Regions from separate parts of the Hordeum vulgare genome. Here region 1 is linked to region 2. A link is a contact called in public Hi-C data. All regions are on one chromosome and are shown on one strand. Each heading gives the region's core, a stretch centred on a gene start, on an enhancer-like site or on the middle of the called end of the contact. The rest is flanking DNA. Distances are from core to core; before and after follow the strand shown. Region 1 holds the start of LOC123401982 (protein MODIFYING WALL LIGNIN-1). Region 2 holds the start of LOC123402163 (syntaxin-22-like).

The links. A called contact is a pair of places that touch in the nucleus more often than the background predicts.
Region 1: a contact with region 2 is called in a Hi-C map of seedling, with 2.4 times the contacts expected there. The contact joins the promoter of LOC123401982 here to the promoter of LOC123402163 in region 2. A contact is called at or near these places in 2 of 6 Hi-C or Micro-C datasets (leaf and seedling) and 1 of 1 datasets of contacts at active chromatin or transcription factors (embryo).

Annotation. Positions count from the first base shown.
Region 1 is chr6H:462,132,325-462,136,894 of MorexV3_pseudomolecules_assembly, forward strand. LOC123401982 (protein MODIFYING WALL LIGNIN-1) reads left to right here and starts at 1,617. Exons shown (of 3, transcript XM_045095846.1): 1 at 1,617-2,247; 2 at 2,331-2,542; 3 at 2,677-3,312. The coding sequence starts at 2,134. The coding sequence ends at 2,986.
Region 2 is chr6H:461,942,066-461,946,486 of MorexV3_pseudomolecules_assembly, forward strand. It overlaps LOC123402163 (syntaxin-22-like), which reads right to left and starts at 1,377. Exons shown (of 7, transcript XM_045096042.1): 1 at 938-1,377; 2 at 644-737; 3 at 352-488. The coding sequence starts at 1,107.

The sequences.
Region 1 (4,570 bases), core at 367-2,866, 190 kb after region 2:
TGCCGAGCCGCGACCTGGAGGGCCATCGCATGCTTGACCTAGCGCTGGGGCTGCAAGCGCCCACAACACTTGCAACGATGGCCAGCGGGTAGGAGGGGAGCCAACCGATACGGAACCGAGGGCTGATGAAGAAGGACTTCGTAGGACGATGCACGGAAATGCGCCGTGTCGCACACACGCGGCGACTCCACGTCGAGCGCAACTTCGTGAAGCCATGCTGAATTATTGGCGATGAAGCTAAGAGCTCCAAATCGGATCTCACCGCCAAGGATCAAGGTGATGACGAAAATTCCACATGCATCGGATATTTGCTAGACGTGCAACCCCACGATGGGCGCCAATCGTCGAGGCAATGAACCTGATAATGAGTACTAGGGGTACAAACAAGGGGCGGAGCCTTGCTACGACACAAGTGTATCACTCGGTTTTAGTTTGTTCAGACCCCTCTCAAAGAGGTAATAGCCGTACGTCTCGTGCTTGGAAGCTTGTGTTTTCTCTTAGAGTATGTTATTACAATGGATGTTGAACCCTTGACAAGGAGTAAGGGAAGACTTATATAGAGTGAACTGTTCCCAGTGAGCCGTTACAAAAGAAATGAAGGAGTATAAAAACAATTGTTACTGGTAGCAGTATCTACAACTACACTTGAAGCTCAACATTAAGTCTCTCGAACGCTGCATCTCCCACATCGTCTCTTCACCTTCCACGTCCGAGTGCGGTGAACGAGGCCGATTGGTGGTTCCACATCCGAATGAAGGAATCATGTCTAAGTGAATAGACCGTATCCGAGTGGACATCTGAGAGTGGATGTTCGGATGCGCCTATGGTCCGGAGGCCTCTCAATGACGGTTTGGGGTCGTAGACGGACCCTAGATGTCAGGTCCATGACCCTACCTTTAGTATGACCCTATCTTTAGTATGTGACCCCATCACCTACCGTCGGGGTCATCACCTACCGTCGGGGTCGATGGCGGTAGGAATGCATGTCTTACCATGAAAAAAAAATAGTATCAAACCTAGTGTATGTATGCACCTACCGTCAGACAGTTGAACGATAACGTTGCACATGTTATCGTTAATTTATTTGATGGTAGAAATGTACTGCGCTGACATGAACAAGTTTTCTATCGTCAAGATTCTTTACTGTAGGGAGTTATACCCTATTGTTATATACCGAAATGTTTATAAACCGGGTCAGGCCCGGCTAAAAAGATCAAAACCCCAAATTTACCACCGCGGTGGCTTGCTACCTTCCTCCTCGGCCGCGTCAGTCGGCACGGGACCCCAAGAGAATAATCGTCCAACCTGCGTCACCGGGAAAAGATCCTTCCCCTGCTGCGCCCGCCACTCGGCGTCCCCGTCGCCGCGGGCTGCCTCGCTGCGAACGCGAAGGCAGAGCAGCGGAGTCGATAGTCGCGCGGCACGACACCGAAGGAAGAGGATTCCTCTGGACCCCGTCCTCCTGTCCCGGGGGCCTTTCTCTAGATTTCCACCTTTCGCCTTTTGGATCCTTCGCACGCACAAGCACCGGTCATAATAAGCAGCTCGTATTTTACCCGGCCATTTGGGTGGCGTGACCACGACACGACTGGTTAGCATGCATGCATGTAAACAACCGCAAGTTGGCTGTGGGCGTAGGGCGATTAGGACAAGCCACTACTACGGTGCGTGCGTGTGTGTGTGTGTATGATTCGTTCCGTGCAGGCTTCGGCTTTCCTAGCTCTCACCTCCCCCAAGCAAGCAAGCAACCGCCTTATCCGGCTTTGACCAAGCCGTTCGCCGCCGGGTGAGTTCGTCCGCCCATCAAGATGGGGCCGGAGCCTCCTCTCCTGCCAATTCCGTCATCGTCGTCGTCCCCTTCCTAGCCAGCACGCGGCCACAAAGCTTTACCTAGTAGGCAGCGGTCCATACGGGTGGACGAATCCATGCGGTTTTCAACGGTTTGTTTAGCCCCCGGTCTCCCACCTCCGCCTCTGCTTCCATCGTCTCCCGCCGCCACCAACCGTGTCTGATTGGTCGTTGGTCGCATAATTCGCCAGTATATATGTAGCGAATCATTGTGTCTGAATTCCCGCAAGGGACAGCGAGGTAGCAGTTCGGGTTTCAGCTCGAGCTCGAGCTCGTCCCGTGGTGATGGAGAAGGGGGTCAGAGGGATGTCCTGCCGGGCCGCGGTCTGCGGCATCGTCGTCCTGCTCTGTGCCACCGCCTTCTCATGCTCCCTCGCCGCCGAGTTCCACAGAGTCAAGGTCAGCCTCCTGCTCCTGCTCTCTTTGTTGCGCTCGTCGTGTTGCAATTGGCGAGATCGGATCTGATTCGGTTGCTCGATCAGGAGAAGGACTTGAAGCTCGACGGCAGCCTCTGCTCCTTGCCCAAGAGCTCCGCCTTCGAATTGGGCGTCGCGGCCATCGCCTTCCTCTCCGTCGCGCAGCTCGTCGGCACCACCGCGGCGGCGACCTCCATGTGCGCCTCCAGCTCCAAGCCCAACAAGTCAGTCGCCGGCGGAGGCCGCGTCGCGCCCGTCGCACTCCTGGCCCTCTCATGGTACGCGCACTTATACGGTATAACATGACCATGGTGGCGACATAAATACGCGCGAAAGCACCACGCTAGAATTATGTGTGGCCGAGGCCGAACAAATTCGCTGACGAGAGGGTGGCGTGCGTGCGTGCGTGCAGGGTGTGCTTCGCGCTGGCCGTGATCCTGCTGGCGACCGCGGCGAGCATGAACAGCGGGCAGCGGTACGGCCGGGGGTGGATGGACGGCGACTGCTACGTCGCCAGGAACGGCGTGTTCGGCGGCGCCGCCGCGCTGGTCGTCGTCACGGCGCTCCTCATCCTCGGCCTCACCTTCGCCACCAAATCCGCGGCGGCAGGCTCGAGCACGACGTCGTGCGCCAGAGGAGACGCCGCCTGCACAACTACCATCCGTGTCGACGCGGCAACAGGCGCGGGCGCGGAACGGCCGGGCGGGCGATCCAAGCAATGATCGACCGGACACGAGGGTGGGGCGGGCCAACCGGTGAAGGGATCGTTGGCACGCTTCGCTGTTCGTCCCGGAAAGGCCAAGCCGAGTGGAGCCATCTTCTTCTTCTCTTTTCTGCTCTCGGGTGGGGCATCTTGGTAGGCTGGCAAAGCAGAGAAAGGCGATCTCGGGAGTACTACCGGTGGATAGGATGGGAGGGACACAGAGTCACAGACACAGTACATAGAATTACTGACACATTTACTGACATGGCCGTGCAAATTGTAAATGACATTACGGAGCTGGTAACAAGGAAAGATCCTCAAGGATCGTACAGAAAATAGCAGAAATTACACGGGTTTGTGTTCTGCTGCCATTTTGAACACCAACAACAACTCTAAACCCAAACCAACGCGTTCTTTGTCTGTTTGAATTGGCTTGTCCGTCTCTTTTTGCAATTTGATTGATAGCGCGTTCAATGCGATAGTCGGGTTCCGTGCTTCGAAGATCCAAAAAGTTTTGAGCTGTGGGTGCGCAAGCTCCACGACCTTACTCTACAACGCTGCCTCACAGCGACGCTCCGGCGTGATCGAGCTAGGGAAGAGGGACGGTGTGTTCGAAATCTATCCTAGAGCTAATAATAAATTAGTTATTACTATATTTTTTATTCATGATAATCGTTTATTATCCATGCTATAATTGTATTGATTGGAAACACAAATACATGTGTGGATACATAGACAAAACACTTTTTCTAGTAAGCATCTAGTTGACTAGCTCGTTGATCAAAGATGGTTAAGATTTCCTAACCATAGACAAATGTTGTCACTTGATAACGGGATCACATCATTAGGAGATTGATGTGATGGACAAGACCCAAACTATAAACATAGCGTATGATCGTGTCAGTTTATTGCTACTGTTTTCTGCATGTCAATGTATCTGTTCCTATGACCATGAGATCATGCAACTCCCGGACACCGGAGGAATACCTTGTGGGTTATCAAACGTCGCAACGTAACTGGTGACTATAAAGGTGCTCTACAGGTATCTCCAAAGGTGTCTGTTGGGTTGGCATGGATCAAGATTGGGATTTGTCACTCCGTGTGACGGAGAGGTATATCGGGGCCCACTCGGTAATACAACATCACAACAAGCCTTGCAAGCAATGTGACTAAGGAGTTAGTCACAGGATCTTGTATTACGGAACAAGTAAAGAGACTTGCCAGTAACGAGATTGAACTAGGTATGGAGATAACGATGATCGAATCTTGGGCAAGTAACATACCAAAGGACAACGGAATTATATGAATCCTTGACATAGATGTTCAACCGATAGAGATCTTCGTAGAATATGTAGGAGCTAATATGAACATCCAGGTCCCGTTGTTGGTTATTGACCGGAGAGTGTCTCAGGTCATGTCTGTATAGTTCTCGAACCCGCAGGGTCTGCACACTTAAGGTTCGGTGACATTTCGGTATAGTTGAGTTATATGTGTTGGTGACCGAAGGTTGTTCGGAGTCCCGGATGAGATCCCGGACGTCATGAGAGTTTCCGGAATGGTCCGGAAACGAAGATTGATATATAGGAAGTCTTGTTTTGATCAC
Region 2 (4,421 bases), core at 127-2,626:
CACAGCGGTATAGTCTCTCCACTTGTGGCCTGGAGGTCTTGGGTTCGAACTAGTCTCCTTGCAGGATTAAAGGGTAAGGTTGTATATTATCAGTTGTTTAAACACTTGTGTCACCATAGTCCCAGAGTGTCTGAGTATGTGTAAAATGTACTCCCTCTGTACAGAAATATAAAGATCGTTTAGATCACTATAGCCTCCAAAGAATGGATGACAACTGTGGTAATTCCAATTAATTTAAGATTCTGAACTGTGCAACTCATTTAACATATAAATGTGGGTGTTCAAGTGTAATGAAACACATGAGATAAAACTTGTGGATGAATTGATATTAGAGTGGACAAGCATTAATACCTTGGCTGAGCACTCTGGGTAACAACCGGCTTATATGCCATCTCCCTCTGAATTGCAAGATTCTGAAGTTTCCTGAATTCCTCCATCGTCGCAGCAAAATCTTTGGCAAGCTTCATGTCAGCTACCCGCTTGTCTGCCTGTAGGTGACACCCAAATTCATGAGCATCATGACAAACAGCTGACACTCATCTTAACCGAGCTTAAACTGCCTCATCCTGGCAGAAATATTGCTATTGATCTAAAAGAAGGGGATACAATTTGTATCGTAGGAAGGTGTTGAATTATTACTGACACTAGTTCCAGTGCTCTTGTCTGCTTCCGCAGTACTTGTCAGCTTCTCCTTCGCATCCTTGGCCAACTGCAGGACTTTATGACTAGTCTTCTGCCTGAGGAAATCGTTGTAGCGCAAAGTAATTCAGAAAGTGACACCAGCATGCCGTGAAGGCATTAGCCCCCCTCGATCCTAGTACCAATTAGAGCACAAGCCATGTGCTCCTAACTTGAAATGGGCAAAATTGCTTCAAATAACTAGCACATGATGAGATTAGTTCAGCGAGACGAGAGGGGGAGGGGGTTGAGGACGGACAGCTGATCGCGGAGGGTGGGCGTGTCCTTGGGCGTGCCGAGCGAGTTGAGGAGGCGGCGGTAGGAGGACACCGCGGTGGTGATCTGGAAGACGAGCGCGCGCGTGGCGTCGGCGCCCCTCCCCCTCCTGGGCGCCTGCAGCGCCCCGGACTCCAGATCCGCGAAGCTCATCGCCGATCCCTCCCGCCCTCCCGCGCCGTCGAGCCCGTACGCTCGGTCACGCCGCGCGGCGAAAGGTGGCGGAGGCGGTCGACCGGACTCGCCGGAGCGTAGGTAAGGGCAGGGGTCGCCGTCCGTCGCCACCGGCCACGCACGCAGTGAGGTGCCCCGGTTTCTTTATTATTCCATGGATTGGCTGTTGTTGCGATCGAATTGATTGATGAGAGAGGGGTGATAGGACAGCACGAGGTGGCACGAACAGAACAGGCGTCGCGGGCTCGATCCACGCCCGGGATTTGGGAGGAGTGCTTGGCGTCAACCGAACCGCACACCCGGCGGTCGCACTCGCACCGCTTTGGGTGAGTTGGGTTAGTCCAGCGGGGGGCCGGAGGACCAGCTGGTCGGCCGGAACGCCGAAAGTCGATCGCCATCGGGAATTATCGTCACGGTTGGATTATTTATTTTTTCAGAACCGCCTTCCTTCATATTCTACTAGTACAAATGCACGTGCGATCGGGCGAAAAAATAGACATAACCTACTTCATGTCTCATTGTACATCAGTTTTTAATATCCATTTTAATAAACATTGATAACATGATTAAACGTGGGAATTTCATTATCTTTTCAATAAAAGTTAACGTTTTAGCAAAAGAACCCGTGCGTTGCGATATGTATGAAAAAAATTCAGGGTTTACATGATATTCGACAGTTTATCTATCATGGTGAAATAGTGAGTTTTATTTCTCAATCTGTTATATTCTTCCTCGTCTTATCATGAATTTGTATTTATTACTTGACCACTTCAAAGATAAAATGGCCCATTAGAGAGTAATGAATTTACAATGCTTGATACTTTTTTGTTGTTGTACTACCGCCAGCAGTAGGAGCACACCAACTACACTAACACGGCTACTTCCCTTGACACTATCATTAGAGGTCGAACATGATAAGGATTAGGACATGTGAAGTTGCGGGTGAGATGATATGACGAAGGCGAGTAGCCACGGGAATGGAGGTGGTGCACGAAAGGACCGAGGACATGGTCGGCGTAGGCATGACCACATGCTTCTCTCTCTCTCCCTAGCTAGCATGCACGGCAAAATATGAAGCAACCACTCCTCGAGACCCATTTCAAGCATGATGCATTGTTGTCGTATTTTCTCAACGCTTCATCCTTTCTCTCATCAGCGGCATGAAAACATCCAGACTCGAGGAATATATTGATGATTAGTTAGTCGAGAGGTGAGCCCCAAATATATTTTCCATAAATAAATAGTATTTCTTTTCAATATTTTTTAAACAAATCTTTCTAATATTTGAGGCACACATCTTTTAAGTACTATAACTATTAATGTATTCATAATTAAGATTAAAATATTGTAGGCTTAAACATTGAGTGTATGCTAGCAGAGATCGACATCTAGCTCTACAAAAAAAAGACATCTAGCAGCAGAGAAAACAGTGCAACATGTTGCACTCAATCCCATCAAGAATTATTTTTCCACCGCTCAATTCTTATCTTCTCCACCGACCACACAGTGGCACTTCTCCATCCACCATCCTTGTACGCCATCGACAATCGACCAGCACCACCAGACCTCCTCCCGCGCCTCCGCCACAGGCCCAGCCAGCACTCGCACGCGCAGGCTCGCCGCCAGCTAGGAGCCCATACATAGCCAGCCGCACTGCAACAACTCCGACGCTTGTATGTCGCCTCCTGCACCTCCCCCTCGAGCCAGACGCCTGCACCCTCGCCTCCTGTCCGGCGAACGTTGCCATCGCCGGCTGACCCCTGCAACTCATTCCCTTCACACTAACTCCCTCTGGATCTCCCGCTCACCTCCATGTATCTAACCTCCCACGAGGCTATGTTCCTCTTCCCCGAGGGTGGCCTGTACCTGTGTCTGCCCAGCGCCATAGCCATGACTGGTTCATCCGCGTTGGTGATGCACTTTCCCTGATCCATTCTCGCATCAGGGAGGTAAGGAGGAGGGGCGGCCGGAGTGAAGCCACCGCACTATCCTCGGCGAGTGGAGGAGGGGGAGGGGCAGCGCGCAGGCCCATTCTCGCATCAGCCAAGGGAGGAGGAGGAGGAGGGGCGGCCGGGAGGAGGAGGGGAGGAGAGGGAGGGAAGAGGAGGAGGAGGGGCGGCGGAGCACCGACTTCCTTCTGCCTCGACACCGCCGGCACCAGCCGCCGACGACCTGCGCCCGAAGCTCCCGCGAGTACGCCGTGCTCGAGCCCATCATGGAGGGAGGGGTGATTCTTTAAAAGTGAAACTTTTTTCAACTTAATAAAGGACTGCAAAGGACCGCGGGTTGATTTAGAAGAAACGAAAGGGTGTTTTCACAAAAATGCCACGACGGACGACCAGAAACCGTATTTGCTTTATTATGCAAAATCTTTCTTTTCTCCATCTTCTCCACACAAAAGATAATACCAGCCTCAATTGTCATACTCCTCTTGAGTGCTTCCCCAAAATTTTCTTCTATCATCCAGCCCATAGAATATGCCATCGTGTTCAAACACCGCTGTAAAGAAATTGGAATTTTCTCCTGCAAGTAGAAGTACACAATTGTTATGTGTCATGGATAATGCCAACTGTTGTTAATGAATATGCATATCATTTACTGAATATGTTTTGCAACAACGCTTCCATATCTGTCCCTAATCAAATATCAAGCATTGTTTTTGTACCACGTTTCAGTAAATTTGGCCACTAAATTATGAACATATATCAAAACATACAGTACACTGATTTCTTCCACTCAATTCCGAACCTATATCAATTCTGAAAGTGCAGTACAATATTTCAGTTTTCTGAAACTGATTTGAACCTATATCAATTCTGAACCTATATTCTTCTCTATTGCACTATATTAACGGCAAATCTGAACCCCATGCTTAACATTGCAGGAAACCCATATATCAAGTTTCGTTTCTGAACAACATTTCGATAAATTCGGCCACTGAATTATGAACATATATAAAAAAAACTACAGTCACTAATTTTTATCACTGAATTTTGAACATATATCAATTATGAAACTTCAGCACAATATTACACATTTCTGAAACAGATTTGAACCTATATCAGTTCTGAACCTATATTCTTCTTTACTGCACTATATTAACAGCAAATCTGAACCCCATGCTGCTATAATTCGGTGGCTGAATGTATATAATCTAACTGATTTCCAGAAAATACACACTTGAGATGTCAGGCATGTACTGATGTACATTATCCAGCACGTTCACGTCTTCTGAAGCATTCTTGTAAGATATTCCACTTCCAAGTTATTTTTATGTCCTTTTTACATAATGG